Linked DNA regions of Mus musculus: regions 2 and 3 are each linked to region 1. The links are chromatin contacts, called in public Hi-C and promoter capture Hi-C maps. All regions are on one chromosome and are shown on one strand. The core of a region is the stretch at or near the end of the contact, and the rest is flanking DNA. Distances in the headings are between cores, read along the strand shown. Region 1 holds the start of Slc35b3 (solute carrier family 35, member B3). Region 2 holds the start of A230103O09Rik (RIKEN cDNA A230103O09 gene). Region 3 holds the start of Snrnp48 (small nuclear ribonucleoprotein 48 (U11/U12)).

Evidence for each region. Promoter capture Hi-C pulls out the DNA fragments that hold promoters and counts their contacts. Hi-C and Micro-C count contacts between places; a contact is called where the count stands out from the background.
Region 2: a contact with region 1 is called in a promoter capture Hi-C map of hippocampal neurons, with 2.5 times the contacts expected there. The contact joins the promoter of A230103O09Rik here to the promoter of Slc35b3 in region 1. A contact is called at or near these places in 2 of 39 promoter capture datasets (embryonic stem cells and hippocampal neurons).
Region 3: a Hi-C map of B cells shows a contact between it and region 1, with 7 read pairs. The contact joins the promoter of Snrnp48 here to the promoter of Slc35b3 in region 1. A contact is called at or near these places in 2 of 484 Hi-C or Micro-C datasets (B cells and CD4 T cells).

The regions. Positions count from the first base shown.
Region 1 is chr13:38,957,819-38,962,589 of GRCm38.p6, reverse strand. It overlaps Slc35b3 (solute carrier family 35, member B3), which reads left to right and starts at 2,053. Exons shown (of 10, transcript NM_134060.4): 1 at 2,053-2,158. It overlaps 5033403F01Rik (RIKEN cDNA 5033403F01 gene), which reads right to left and starts at 1,971. Exons shown (of 3, transcript NR_131019.1): 1 at 1,368-1,971.
Region 2 is chr13:39,822,126-39,826,896 of GRCm38.p6, reverse strand. It overlaps A230103O09Rik (RIKEN cDNA A230103O09 gene), which reads right to left and starts at 2,718. Exons shown (of 2, transcript NR_167690.1): 1 at 2,491-2,718.
Region 3 is chr13:38,202,366-38,207,136 of GRCm38.p6, reverse strand. It overlaps Snrnp48 (small nuclear ribonucleoprotein 48 (U11/U12)), which reads right to left and starts at 2,198. Exons shown (of 9, transcript NM_026382.2): 1 at 2,009-2,198. The coding sequence starts at 2,164.

The DNA of each region.
Region 1 (4,771 bases), core at 804-3,303:
CAACAGCACAGATCAGAGAAGACCTTGTCTGTTGTTAAATACTCATTCTCTGAAGGACTTTACATACTTTGGGGATGCCCTTGTGAGATAGATTATGGACAGCATGCCTTTCACCACTAGGCCTCCATTTTGAGTCTTCAACATCACTATCCACTCAGCATTTATGCACAATGGCCCTTGGCGACTTGGTAATTTACTTTCTACAGAGTAACTCCTTGTGCAAATGGCTTCAAGTGTGCTGGGAGATGACCACTAAACTGAAATACAGTGTTTCTCAGTGGCAATACAATGTTTTTCATCAAGAGTCACGGGATCTGTTTCCCTCTCAAGGATAGAGTTTGGGCATGAGGTTATCTTTTGTGGGAATAGTTCCTTGGTTCTTCTGTTTGTTCTGTGGTTAGTCAAAAGCTATCAACATGCTGAGACTGCGCTTCTTGTCTTCACATTAAGAGTATGCATTCCTCATGAGTCCACAGGCAATGGTAACCCTGTTTCGGATCTAGCTTTGTGGCTGGCCATAACTGCAGTCTTCCTTGCTCCTATTGGCAAACAGGGCTGCTCTTACCTGCTTACTCTCTCACTCACCTCATCCCTAATTCCACGGTAACAGTTGGTAAATGCTTGGTTTTCATTCCCAGTGGACATATCTGAGGGCAATGTGCCACACCAAAGGAATAGGAAAAGCAAAGCAAAGTGAGGCATGTCGTGCCTGACGGGGGTTAGATGAATTCTAAAGTGTTGTTTGGATATGACCCATCAAGAACAAGTTGCAAACCACGGAGAGGGTTTTAGGTTTCAATGAGATGGTAAAAGCCATTAAAGCATTGAGAGCAAAGCAGCATCAAATCCTGCTCTTGGGCAGAATTAGGCTGTAAGGAAGTAAAAGATAATAGAAGCCAGCTAGGCTATTGTGATTGCCTAAGCAAGAGTGGGTGGACCTTAACCCCTCTTGTATTCCAGATTTATATTACCATTTACCTTCTCACCTATGTCCTATAACTCCTTAAGGGCTGGAAGTCCATATAAGCTACTTATAAATTATGCATATGACCCTACACATAGGCACATTCAACAGGTGTTTGATAAATAATGTTCCTTCTTGGCTGACAGTTGTTTTACTGCTACTATTTGCTATTGTTGAGCCATAGAATGACATCTCTAAATGTCTAAATGGGCTTTGTTATTCTCTTTAGGATTTTTTCTTTCCTCCCCTTTTTTTAAAGTTTCAACTTTCATACAAAACTGGCTTAGCAAGGCTGGTATTTTTAAAATGTCTAGCTGGACCTTTTCCCTCACCACTTCAGAGATTCTCTCCTAAGGCATAAATGCTTCCCAATGCCTAATTCTTGTGAAATTTTAAAACTTACACACATCTGACCGGATTGTAACGTTTCTGTTGACACTATTCACCCCTTTTCAAAGCAGACTCTTGAATACTATTCCGGTTAAGGTAATCGTAATAATCCTTATCGCCAAGCCCATCTTGGCATTTTCTTCATTGTATCTCAGTAACTGTAAGTGTAGCTCTCAATGTGGAATAATTTATGATATTTGGCGATCAAATATCAGAGATTTTATAACATTTGTCAGACTCCAAGCCAGGGATTTACATTTCAAGCAGTGAGTGGCATGTCAACACAATCCTGGTTCATTTCTGGCCAATTACAAACCATCATCACTGTAAGGGCATGTGACGCAGGCTTCCTGTTTCTTCAGTCCACCTTGGCCAGAAGGGTAGGAGTGAGTCCGGAGAACTGGGACAGGAAAGTAGTTGAGAAGCAACTTCATCCCTTTGAATCAAAAGGTGGAGGCTGGGGAAAGGGAACCTCAGGCTGCTGAGATCCGGCTCGAGCACTCTAAACCTTGGCATCCTTCACACGCCCCGGCTCACGATCGCGGATGTGAAGTCAACTGGGTCGCAGAAGCCACGAGATGGACAGGACCCTTGCTCAGAGCACGCAGGAGCAGGGTGGAGAGGTAGAAACAGCCGAGGGGGTGGGGAGGGCGAAGGGGCGGAGCCGCGCGCCGGCGCACGCGCACAGAGACGCCTAGGCGGAAGTGGCGCGCAGGGTCCGGCGTGTGAAGACCTTCCGGGGAGGTGGCGGCCGAGGCGGCCGTCGCGGGAGCAGACCCGGAGGCGGAGACGGAGACCGAGGAGGTGACAGCGGCGGAGCTGGGAGGTGGGGGTCTTGCTGCGCGGCCAGGCGTCGTCAGGCAGAACTCGGGTGGGCTCCCACACCGTGTCAACAGAGAAGGTGGACGCCGCCGCCGTCGGGGTGGTCGGGGCGCGCGCTTCCGGGAAGAGCATCGTTCCCTGTTGGCCTGAGAACCCCCGGGCCGGACCCCTCCTCTACCCTGCTCTCTGTGCTCAGAGACTTGGTCTCTCGGATTCCCTTGGCTGTTTTTGCAGTTCAGAGTCATTTCCGGGTCTGTGTCCGCTCTCTCCGTTACCTGGTGACTGTTTGCCTTGCAGCGAGTTGACTGTTCTTGCAGGGCTGCTAAGTTTATGTCGCTGAAATCCCTGTACGTTCTTTCGGGCTTTACAGCTGAATTCTCTTCTCCTTTCTTTCTTCCTACCTTGTCTGTCTATCTTTCCGTGTCTTCCTTCTTTCCTCCTTCCTTTTCTCTTCTTTGGGAAAAACACTGAAAGATTTTGTTAGTTTACTATCATGAGTTGTTTGTTTTGAGTTTTTTTGTTTGGTTGGTTTTTTGTGTTTGAATGAATTACATCTGCGTTACTTCTACAGTAGATTATCAGAATCCCGAATTTTAGTTAAACATTTCTGTTACAAGTGAGTTGAGATAGTTTGAGACTTGGAGGGGAAAGACACTGACAACGTTTGAAAAATATTTTAGATAGCATTACTTCTGCTTAAAGTCTACTTTAAATCCTATTGTTAGCCCTTGAGGGGAATAGAGTTTCGGAAATCACCAGTCTCTCACCCTTTTGTGTGATAAGGTATGGGAGAAATCACAATCTTGTTTTTCTGCTCTTTGATCTTATCCCACACCTGGAACCCAGTTGTGAAGACATGATTGTTACTAGAGCGTTGCAGGTTTCTGGCGAAGCTGGGACTTTTCCAGGCTGTGCACATGATAAGTTTTCCTCCCATTCCAGCTTTGTAATAGAAAGCGTACCTCCTTCACATTAAAAAAAAAAAAAAAAAAAAGACTAGGTTAAGAGATAAGGTGAGGCCAGCAAGCTGACAGGTAAGAGCACCTGAGGCCAAGCCTGTGGCCAAGCCCAGAACCAATAAGGTGAAATGACAGAGAACCAGTTCCCAGGAGTTGTCTTCTGACCCTTGCTTGCCATCTGTGGCATAGACACACAGACTTGTATAAAGAAATAAGCTTTTATTTCAGTGTGTCATTGTAAGGCAACATCACCTGTTTCCGATTGTGTGTGTGCACACACAGTATGTGTTTACTTACTCTAAGCACTTCTTTGACCTCCATTTTAGCCGTTATGTCTCCCTGCAATGTGCCAAGTGTCTGTTGCGCTTTAAGAAGAGACCCAAGGCAGCAATCCACTTCCACAACTTCTTTCTGTTCTAGTTTCAGAGGGTATTATGAGTCTCTAAAGCAAAGCAAGATGTTGGCTATTTGATTTGAAAACTTGTAATCCTGTTCTTGAGCTTTTGTTTGTTTGTTTGGAGACAAGATCTCTGTAGCCCAGCCTTGTGTTAAATTCTCTGTGTAGTTCAGGCTCCTTCCCCCCCCCCCCCCCCCCCCCCCCCCGTACCATAAGGACTTTGTCCCTGTTTGTTTGTTCGTTTGTATAAGATTTATTTGTAGTGTGTGTGTCTGTGTGTGTCTGTGTGTGTGTGTGTATGAATGTACTTGTGGATATATGCATGAGAGGGTTCTGATGGGAATCTGAGGGTAGAGTAATAGTCAATTGCAAACCTAACAAGGACGGGTGCTGGGAACCAAACTTCTGCAAGAGGAATAAACATTTTTAACCACCACGCCATCTCTCCATGCCTGGCTCTGATTCTTTAGATAACAATATCAATTATTAACAATAGAAACAGAAGTGAGACTGCAAGCATCGGAGATCGGAGTTTGAGAGTAGCAGAGGCCTTCCTCACTCATGCTTTCTGACCAGCGATATTCTGATCAGTAGTGTAGTGTAAAGCTGCACACTGAATGCCAGACTTTTACAGGGCAGGTTTGGTGGTAATGAGATGTCGTGTTAGCAGTGACAGTGGCTCCATTTCCTTGTTAGCACAAGTGCTCTCTAAAGAGAATTCAGGAGAGATGGGTGTTGTGTTGGACGTGTTTTAAAGAGGGTAGTGCTGCAGCCTAGAACTGCATCTCATAAGGCTTCCAGGAAGTGTGTAGGAGTGTTAAAGTGGAGGAGAGTGGAATGGAGTAATGTTGGTCACATGTTTAACAGAGCACAAGAGAATCTTTTTTTCTGATAGTGGATGACGGAAGGGACATTTGTAGTGAAGGCTAGGTGGGAACTCCAGATCCCCGTTTCCTATTCCATGTCCGGAGGATGAGTCAGCTTAAGCACACCAGACCTCTTCAGCAGTGTTTCTGAAAAGCTGGATACTAAAAGCTACCGCATTTGGGATGCCATACTGTGTGCTGTGCTCTTTTACACTTGTCTCAGAGATCCCGCAGAGATGCTTTAACCCTTGCATTTCCTTTGCCCAGTAGAGATTCAGAACCTGAGTCTCAGAGAGTTGACTTTGCCCAAGACTCCTCAGGTGGCTCCAGAGCTCAGACGCAAAGTTCCAAATCATGGGGTGCTTTCTTCCAC
Region 2 (4,771 bases), core at 1,469-3,968, 860 kb before region 1:
AAAAAGTAGAATATTATTCAAAACCCCCAGAATCTTTTATTTGTTTCATACTTCTTGAGCATAGTACTTTAGTAGGGGCAGGGGAATAAGACATAAAAAGATGGCACAAAACTACAATTAGTTATGAATACTTGCTAGGTCAGGTAGGTAGTTTAAAACTTGTATTTCCAACTAATAAGCTTGTATTGAGAAATGACTATATTCCAGGCAATAATGCACAGACACCATCTTGGAACTGGATCTTAAGGGCTTCCATCCTACGGCTTTCCTATGAATAAAACATGCTGAAGGAAAATAACAATTGATATCTAAAAAAAAAAAAAAAAAAAAAAAAAAAAAAAAAAAAAAAAAAAGAATTTCAATCTTGAAAAACAGTCAGGTGGTATATACCTTTCATTCCAGCACCTCAGAAGGCAGACACAGGAAGAGCTGGAGTTCGAGTTCAAGGCCACTCGGCTGCAGAGTGAATTTGAGGCTACCCTGAGCTACCTTGAGAAACTATCTCAAAAACTCAAAATAAAGGAAGCAAACAGCCTGTAGTCTTGGGGGGTGGGCATAGAAATGCATTAATCCTGGGGGGAAAACGAGAGGCAAAGGAGGGAGCCCGGGGCTGATTCCTTACAACAGTTTTTCCTAACCAAAGGCGCAGAGTGTAGGGAGGGAGTGGACAAAGGTGCTTGATTACAAGCCCCATATACTGAGTTCGATCCCTGAGACCCAGGTGGAGGAAGAAGAGGACCAACACAAAGCTGTCCTTTGGCTTCTGCATTCACACAGAGGTGTGCAATTCACTTCAGGGAACGCCCACATTTGCATGACCCAGAGGAGACACCAGTTATAGACTTGAAAGAAGCAAGTATAAAACGGGATGCTTTCGCTTCTTCTTTACTCCCCAGATTGAAAACTAAATTGGACCAAAAATGGGCATCGCTGTGACGATCACTTAGGCGTCTTAAAAAGCATTCTGACTTTTCAACAGCAAATGAACAAAAGCTAATTTGCAGACAGCCATAAGCAGAAGGGTGAGTTTGACAAAAGTTGACTCTTCAACTTCCTAAGAGTGAGCCATTGCACTAGCCTCTCCTAACTATACCCAGAACCCGGAAAGAGCTGGGCATGGTGTCTCATGCCATTAAACCAGCGCTTAGGAGGATGCTTCGGGTCCTATAAGGTTGAGGGAATCTGGGCTGCATACTGAATAGCAGGGCGACCGGGACAATAAAGTGAGAATGTGGGGTTTTTTGTTTTTGTTTGTTTGGTTGTTTTTTTTTTTTTTTTTTGATTCATTGTTTTATTTTGTGTTTTTCAAGACAGGGTTATTCTGTGTCACTGTCCTAGAACTTGTTCTGTAGACCAGGCTGGCCTCCAAGTCACAGAGGTTCACCTGTCTCTGCCTCTCCAGTGCTGGGCTTAAAGTCATACACCACCACACTCAGCAGAGAATACCTGGTAAAAGTACTCAGAGAGAAGGGTGGGGGAATTCAAATGACTGATCATCCCTCTCCCCAAAGGCAAAAACAAATAAAAGCAATATGGAGGGGGGAAAAGAGGGGGGAAAAAGTAGAACTGTAAATATGCTTTGAAATTAATGTTTTATGAAAACAGTGAAATAAAACATTTGAAAATGTAATATAAATGGCCAAACTTGTTCCCTCTTAAAGTGAATGCTATTAAACGATAGATATGTTTCTCATATTGATCAATAGTCATGCAAATTTAATAAATTGTTCTCCTTATAAAATCTAGCCTCCTATTCTATCAGAAGCTGTTAACTCCAGCCAGACAGCTATTTAATGACAAAAAGCTCAAAGGAGAAAATACAAATCAGATGGTTGTTCTACCAGGAAATTGTTAATATAATCTTAAAATATACTAACTTCTCCTGAGTTTGGAAGCTACTAATCTAAGTGTCATAAGATTTTATGAAAGATCATTAAAATCCTATATTAGCATTGCTAACTCTGAGTCCCACATTGAGCGTTAGCATTTTGCTCCTTTATTCCGTAGAATTGTCCATGAGAAATTCATGTAATTTGTAATATTCCTAGATACATATCTTGTAATCATTAGCAAATTGGAAGTTCATTTACTGCGTGTCCAAGAACAACACTTCAATAATGTGTCTTTCTATGTCAGGGCAAGTCACGTTCACTTCCATTGGTTTTATTGTTTTTCCGGTTTTTGTTTTCTTAAATCACAGTTCATTGTCTCTACTCCAAGGTCAGATCTCTGGTCAGCAACTCTAGATCTGTAGTTAAATCTTATCCTGAACACAACACCAGCCCAGCTCCGGGTACCACCCGCCCAGATGTGCTGAGCTCCCTTTCCGGGAGATGCCTGCATACTTGTCGGGTCTCCTTGCTTGACTACAAAGCCTGCACAAACAGCAGCATGGCCCCTGTGTTCCCTGGCAAGCGTCCCACCTCTTGGCTTTGAGCTCTGCTGACATGTAGAGAGGTTTTCCGTGCAGCCATCAGGCCCAAGGCTCACCTTGAGCTCCTCAAGCAGGAAGAGGGCGCGGTTTGAAAGCCCCGCAGCTGGCGTGCCTGGGAGGAAGTAGAGGGAGGAGGGGAGACGACGCTGGTAGATGCGCATCTTGGCCTGGAGTTCAAGGCCACCGCTTTGGCTTCTGGGCTCCCGCTCCTGCCAGCCCGCGCCTCCATCCAGCAGCCCCGAGAAGTCTCAGCCTGCAATGGCAGAGAAAGCCCTCATCTATCTGAGGAAAGAAGCCACGCCGATGGCTCCCTAGTGGATGTAATTGTGCTCATTACTGCCATTTACATTTCATCACCCGATTACCACAAATGCCTCATTACTGCTGAAGAGGGTTTTGCTGGGGAAAGGCTTGCTAACTATTCATTCCTGGGCTCTGGATGTCACCAGACCGGCTGATTGGAAAAGGAGGGTGAGGAGGAACTGAGAAGGGGCGAAGGTGAAAAAGGTCCTCTATCAGATTTGATTAAAGGACGTGATTTAAATCGATATTTAATAAAGTGCCTGCTACGGCGGAACACGGGGAGGTCCCCGTGCAGGCAGAATCGTGATTAGGAGCCCCACACTGCCTGCTACACAGCTCAATTGGGTTTTGTGTCCTGGCCTGGCACCTGTGTCCCTCAGAACTGCGCCTCCAAGGTAATAGGTTTATGAGCCGATGAACAGAGCTGATAGCTTCTAAATGGATTAACTAGGTGTCTGCAGTCTGGCGATGAATGCATCAAGCCAAAAGGGGGAAAAAAACAGTGGGGGTGGGGAGAATTGGTTTGCATAAATGGGAGAGTGATAGGAAGTGTTGACAGATACGGTGCTCCTCAGGAGCCCCACAGGGTAAACACTGGCTCGGTGCCTGCCATTCAAGTGCTGTCTCCATGGGTGAAGATACCAGGCTGCTTAACAAGCCAGGCAAGTGCTGAGGAACAGGCTGATTCTGAAAAAGGCATCGACTGGGTTGGGCTGGCCCACTGGCTACACCGGGGATGTGCCTGGGCAATCATGGTTTGTTTTTTTGTTTTTTGGGTGTTTTTTTTTTTTTTTCCGTGTCTAGTATGGAGCATAAACATGGAATAGAATCGTTTGGCTAACTCTAGTCTTGGAAATATCTCCAAGGTGGTACTATGACTCTGTGGATCCTTACGGGGTTGGGTAACTTTTCGGGAGGTTAGTGTGGGGTGGAGTGTGGGGGTCAGTGTTAAGTGGCTCCATCTACTGTGAATACAGAAGGGGAGAAGGGCGCAGCAGGGACAGTCTTCACACGGTCGTTCTCTCTAGTTTTTCTACACCCTTCAGAGATGCCTATGTGGCTGGACTTGTGTATTTTTGTTTTGTTTTAAATATGAAATTGGAATTATAAATATAGCCATTTACATACATGGTTCTTATATGTAATGTGCTCATGAATACAATATTTTCCCATGTTAAAATTCAACTTATTTTTTCCAAATATTCACCAACGAAAGGATGCTAAAGAGATACAGTACCAATTTCTGGCTACATTGCTTAAGTATCACAATTTATTCCCTTTTTCTAGCATTAACCCACTGTAAAGTAGGACTCTACTAAATGACAAGCTTTCTCTATATATGTACCCAGTTTTAACAAGCTATAGTTTAGGAAATGATGCTATTTTTGAAATGTAAAGTGTGTGTATGTGTGTACTCAGGTGTTTTAAATACTATTTATGAAAAATAAGTGTATGTGTACTTAAAGACACACTTGAAACACCAAAGGCAGTTATTTAACATGAAATATAAATACTGAACGATTCCGTAAATATAGTCAGAACTCACACAATGGCATGCAGTGCTGTGATTGGCCTCACCCTAAACAGCTGATCATGGAGACAATTCTGAGAGACATCAGCCAGCTATCATAGTGGAAACTTGAGTGTACAATGCATAAAATCCTAAGAAAACTCAGTGGAGGATTGATCTGAAAATATATAGTTAGTTTTAAAATCAGAAATAAAACACAGAATTTTAAATGGCTTTATGAACTTAGGAAAATTATAAGCTGAATTGTGGGTTTATGGCAAGATATTGCTAATAATTGTCATATTTCTATTGCTACTACCTCAGTCACTCTCGTGCGTGATTCCTATTTCCCACAAACTATAAAATGCCAGCGGATGCTTAAGACATTCCAGACAACTGTAAATCTGCACACTCCCCATCTGTGTGCAAGATAATAATAGCAGGAGCAAGAGAAACTGGGAAAATGCTTTGTCTTTGGAAACTAGGGTTTAACAAAGCAACATAGAGATACTTAAGAAAGAACT
Region 3 (4,771 bases), core at 949-3,448, 760 kb after region 1:
TCTTATCATCTAAGCCAGGACTTCTAGGTCTGCTGATGCTTTCTCTGTGCTTGACCTAACTAATTCTACTCAGTTGTTGTTGTTGTTGTTGTTGTTATTTTGGTCAGGGCTGGGGAGATGTCTCAGTAAAAGAAGCAAAAGGACTGGAGTTCAAATCCTTAGAACCCATGCAAAAAATGGGTATGGTTAATATGCACCTGCAATTTCATTGTTCCCACAGAGATAGAAGATAGAAGGGAAAATAGCCAGAAGCTCACAGGCCAGCTAGAATGATGATGGCAATATCAAGACAACAAGAGACCCGAAACAAGGTAAAAGTTGAGGACCCATTACCCAGGCCATACCCCCACACATATCCATAAGTTTGTTTTTTTTTTTTAAGATTTGTTTATTCATTATATGTAAGTACATTGTAGCTGTCTTCAGACACTCCAGAAGAGGGCGTCAGATCTTGTTACGGATGGTTGTGAGCCACCATGTATGTGGTTGCTGGGATTTGAACTCTGGACCTTCGGAAGAGCAGTCGGGTACTATTACCCACTGAGCCATCTCACCAGCCCCCATAAGTTTTTTAAAGGCTTATTCATTTAGGTATTTTATGTATATGAGTGTTCTTCCTGTATACCTGCACACCAGAAGAGGGCATCAAATCCCATAGGGTTTGATGAGCCATCATGTGGTTGCTGGGATTGAACTCAGGACCTCTGGAAGAGGAACCAGCACTCTTAACCGCTGAGCCATCTCTCTAGCCTAGCCCCACGCAGATTTTAAAGAATATACTTTTCTAGATGCTTTTTCTGACCCATCATAGTCTATAATAACCAGTACTACAAAAATTTCAACTCCCCCCATTACAGACTTTGCCACACAATAACAGCTGTCATTTCTTTACCCCTCCCCCCACTGTTACCATGACAAACTCTACAAGTGCACATGAAACATGGAAATTGATTAATTATCTGGACTAGTCTCAAAACTATCAATGTCATTTACCAGATTTTTTAAGCCAGTTACAACAGTGAGTATCAGATAATCATGTACTTCACGGTTTACTGGATAATCTGGGAGTTTTACAATGGACTTTCATATAGCGGTTAAGCAAAATACACCTCAGAAATCAGAAGGCCTGCAAGTCCCAGTTGCCAATCCCACTGGGATGTTTTTGTTTCTTCATTTGTAAAATGCTGCCAATTATTCTAGCCTCCTTGGGATACGAATTTTAAATGAAGTAACGCAGTGCCATTTAGAACGTGTTAAGTGTTAATATCACGATGTTGTCTAATATCTCGATAATAAATGAAGGAGTGGTGGGGCCCTCCATTCTCAATGGTCTGGAAATTTCATAAAATTATCAATTCATACCTCAAACTTTTTCAGTTGTCCCCCAAATCCATTTTTACAGCATCGTTACTAGGCTTTAAGCCATGAACTATATTGGTTAATTCACAACTCCAAATATACTTGTAAAGGTACAATGAAGGGTTTTTTTTCTTTCCAATTTCCACTTCAATTTTAAGACAATGGTGATTAGCTTGTACGTAAATTGCATATATCTTAAATATTTCCATCGACATATGACTTAAACCTTGTTACTGCATCATAGTAAATGAAGAGGGTATAAGAAATCACCGCGCAACGCAAATTCCCTCTATCCTGCACCTATTAAATAAGTCAGGATAATTCACTCTAATACACTCCTTAGGGGTCCGCTACTAGCTACCATTCCTTGGTGGCGCCCTTTAATCGTCCCACAATCGGTCCTGTCCGAGTGGGAAGCGTCCGGGTTTAAGATAGAGAAAAGTGAACACTGAATCTAACGCAATGCAGAATCCTTATATCATGACGAAGCAAATCGCCAACCTCAGCAGCAGCGCCCCCGGGATATGCACCGGACGAGCCCTGTCCTCCCCTGCATCGCACCGGGATGGAGAGAAGTGGGCTCCCCGGGCGCCTTTCCCACGGCGAGAAGTCAGCGGCCCGGGAAAGGCCGGGCAACCTCGCCCCTCACCTCGGCCTCCGCCTCGTCCCCGGGGTCCAGCTGATCCAGGCTCCATCCCAGGGACGCCGTCACCTCCTCCAGCGTCCGGCAGCAGCTCTCCACAAACTCGCTCAGCTCCTCCTGGAGCCGACGCCGCTCTTCCAGAGGAGGAGGTTCGGTCTCCATGATGGCAGCTCACCTCAGGCAGGAAGAGGCGGAACTGCTGGGCGCGCACGAGCTTCTGGGCGCGCACGGGCTTCTGGGAGCCGTGGGCGGGGCCCCGGGATGGCGCCAGCCTATCGGGAAGAGCCGACGGGCAGGGCGGAAGCGGTAGTTTTGAAAGGTGTTTCCACGCTCTTCTGGGTTTAGTTTGCGTAGCAGGTTAGAACTTGCGTCCCAGCTTTGAGCATCATTCCGCTGCTCCTTCGATGTTTTTAGGAGAAATTATTTATATCGGCAGGAAAGTTTAAAGAACAACACAGAAAGTGTCAGTGTAGCCTTTCTCCAGCTCATTAGCGTTTTCCCTCTTACAATTACTTCTAGATTCTTTATCCCAAATGCTATTATGCACATCCTCAGAACATTTTCCTACATAATCACAATGCATGATCAAACAGAAAATTCCTGAAACGGCTCTTCAAATTCTTTTTAAAGCAATTTATTATGTTTTAACCAATTGGCTATAATTGGTTATTATTTCTTAATTTAGAACAGGACTGGTTAAGAGCATTGACTGCTCTTCCAGAGGTGTCCTGAGTTCAGTTCCCAGGAACCACAAGGTGGCTCACAACCATCTAAAATGGGATCTGATACCCTCTTCTGGTGTGTCTGAAGACAGCTACAGTGTACTCCTATACATTAGATAAATAGATAGATAGATATATCTTTAAGAAAGAAAGGAAGAGGGCTGGTGAGATGGCTCAGTGGGTAAGAGCACCCGACTGCTCTTCCGAAGGTCCGAAGTTCAAATCCCAGCAACCACATGGTGGCTCACAACCACCCGTAATGAGATCTGATGCCCTCTTCTGGTGTGTCTGAAGACAGCTACAGTGTACTTACATATAATAAATAAATAAATCTTTGAAAGAAAGGAAGGAAGGAAGAGAGAGAGCCAGGCTCTTGGCCAGCACTTGGAAGGCAGACACTTGGGAGGCAGATTTCTGAGTTCGAGGCCAGCCTGGTCTAAAGTGAGTTCCAGGACAGCCAGGGATATACAGAGAAACCCTGTTGTGTGTGTGTGTGTGAGAGAGAGAGAGAGAGAGAGAGACTGTGCTGGGGTATCTAAGAGACCAAATTCCTGTCTGAGTTACATTTGGCTTCTCCTCCTGAGAGTGGTGGTCCTGAATTCGAAATCACTAGGTGGTCATTGGCCACACTGTATTCACTGAGACTAAATGTTAGTTCAGTGACAGTTTAACAGTTTGTAAAGCATCCTGTTAACAACATAGAATACTGTAACTCTCAGGTAGTAACATGCTGTCTTGAATATTTTTCATGTAAAAAGTGCATTTTATGATATTTTGCATATATGTCTGTGTACCACATGGATGCCTGTTGCCAGAGTAGCAGTTAGCTATGCAGTCATTTTTCTAAAAGGGGAATTTGATATAGATAAGCTCAATTCAATAAAAACCAAATATAAACATTTTTGTTTATAATAAAATTATCAAAAGCAGGTTTATGAGTCATCCTGGAACTCACCATGTGGTTGTGTCAAATAACCAATTTAATAACAAGTGTGTCAGAAGCAGAAACCTTATGGATGATCACGGCGTGCTTATCTAAAGAAAGGTCATTGCTAATAAAGACACACGCTACATGTTCATAATAAAAATCACATGAAAAAAACACTATTGTCACAGGCATACTCAGAGGCCCAACTCAGGCGATTCTAGATTTTGTCAGCTTCACAGTTAACACTAACCACCATAGTATAGTGTTCTGTTCACATCTTAAAACTTAATTCATAGGTGGGGGTGGGGGTGCTGAGGCTGGGGGGAGGGGGAGGGGAAATGAATTAAGTTTTAAAATTGAGCATTATTATTTCATTATCATAATAGTTCCTGTTACTATCCAAATTTGTCTGAATTTGGCCAGTGGAAGTCATCTTCTTCCATCCCCCATGTCTTTGACACAGCTCTTTTATTATAGTGTCATGCACTTTGCTTTATACACAAGTGTATCTCTTCCCTTGTACGACTCCACATTTAATCTTCCTGTATTGTTTTGATCCCTAGAACTGAATCACATTTGCCTCCATATCAGATCTTTGCTTCTCTCCCCACATCGTTTACCACCAGTGGAAGAAATAGAAAGGGAAATTTTGGCTGCCAATCATTTCCAATGGCATAGTTCCCACCTTTTAATTTAAAGGAAGAAGAAGAAGAAGAAGAAGAAGAAGAAGAAGAAGAAGAAGAAGAAGAAGAAGAAGAAGAAGAAGAAGAAGAAATAGTAACTTTAGTCACTAACCGATAAGAAATGACTATTATGAAGAAAACATGGCAGCAGTCAAAAGACAGCCAGGGTTGAGTTCTAGAGCCATTAGTCACACTCCTCTCATGCTGTCCCTTTTATCTTAGTTTCATAGCCAAATGGTAGGTGTTAGATTACAGACCAGCTAACTGTGTCCCTTCCCTGCCCCTTCCCAAGAATTCCCAGAATTCTGGCTGCAGCTGATAAATGCCTGCTGTGGAGGTTAGAGCACACAGCAGACGAGCTGGAAGCAAGCCAACCTAACCCCCTCCCACGCCCATATCTGCAAGGTAAATTTATGGTTCTACCCAGTACCTGGCT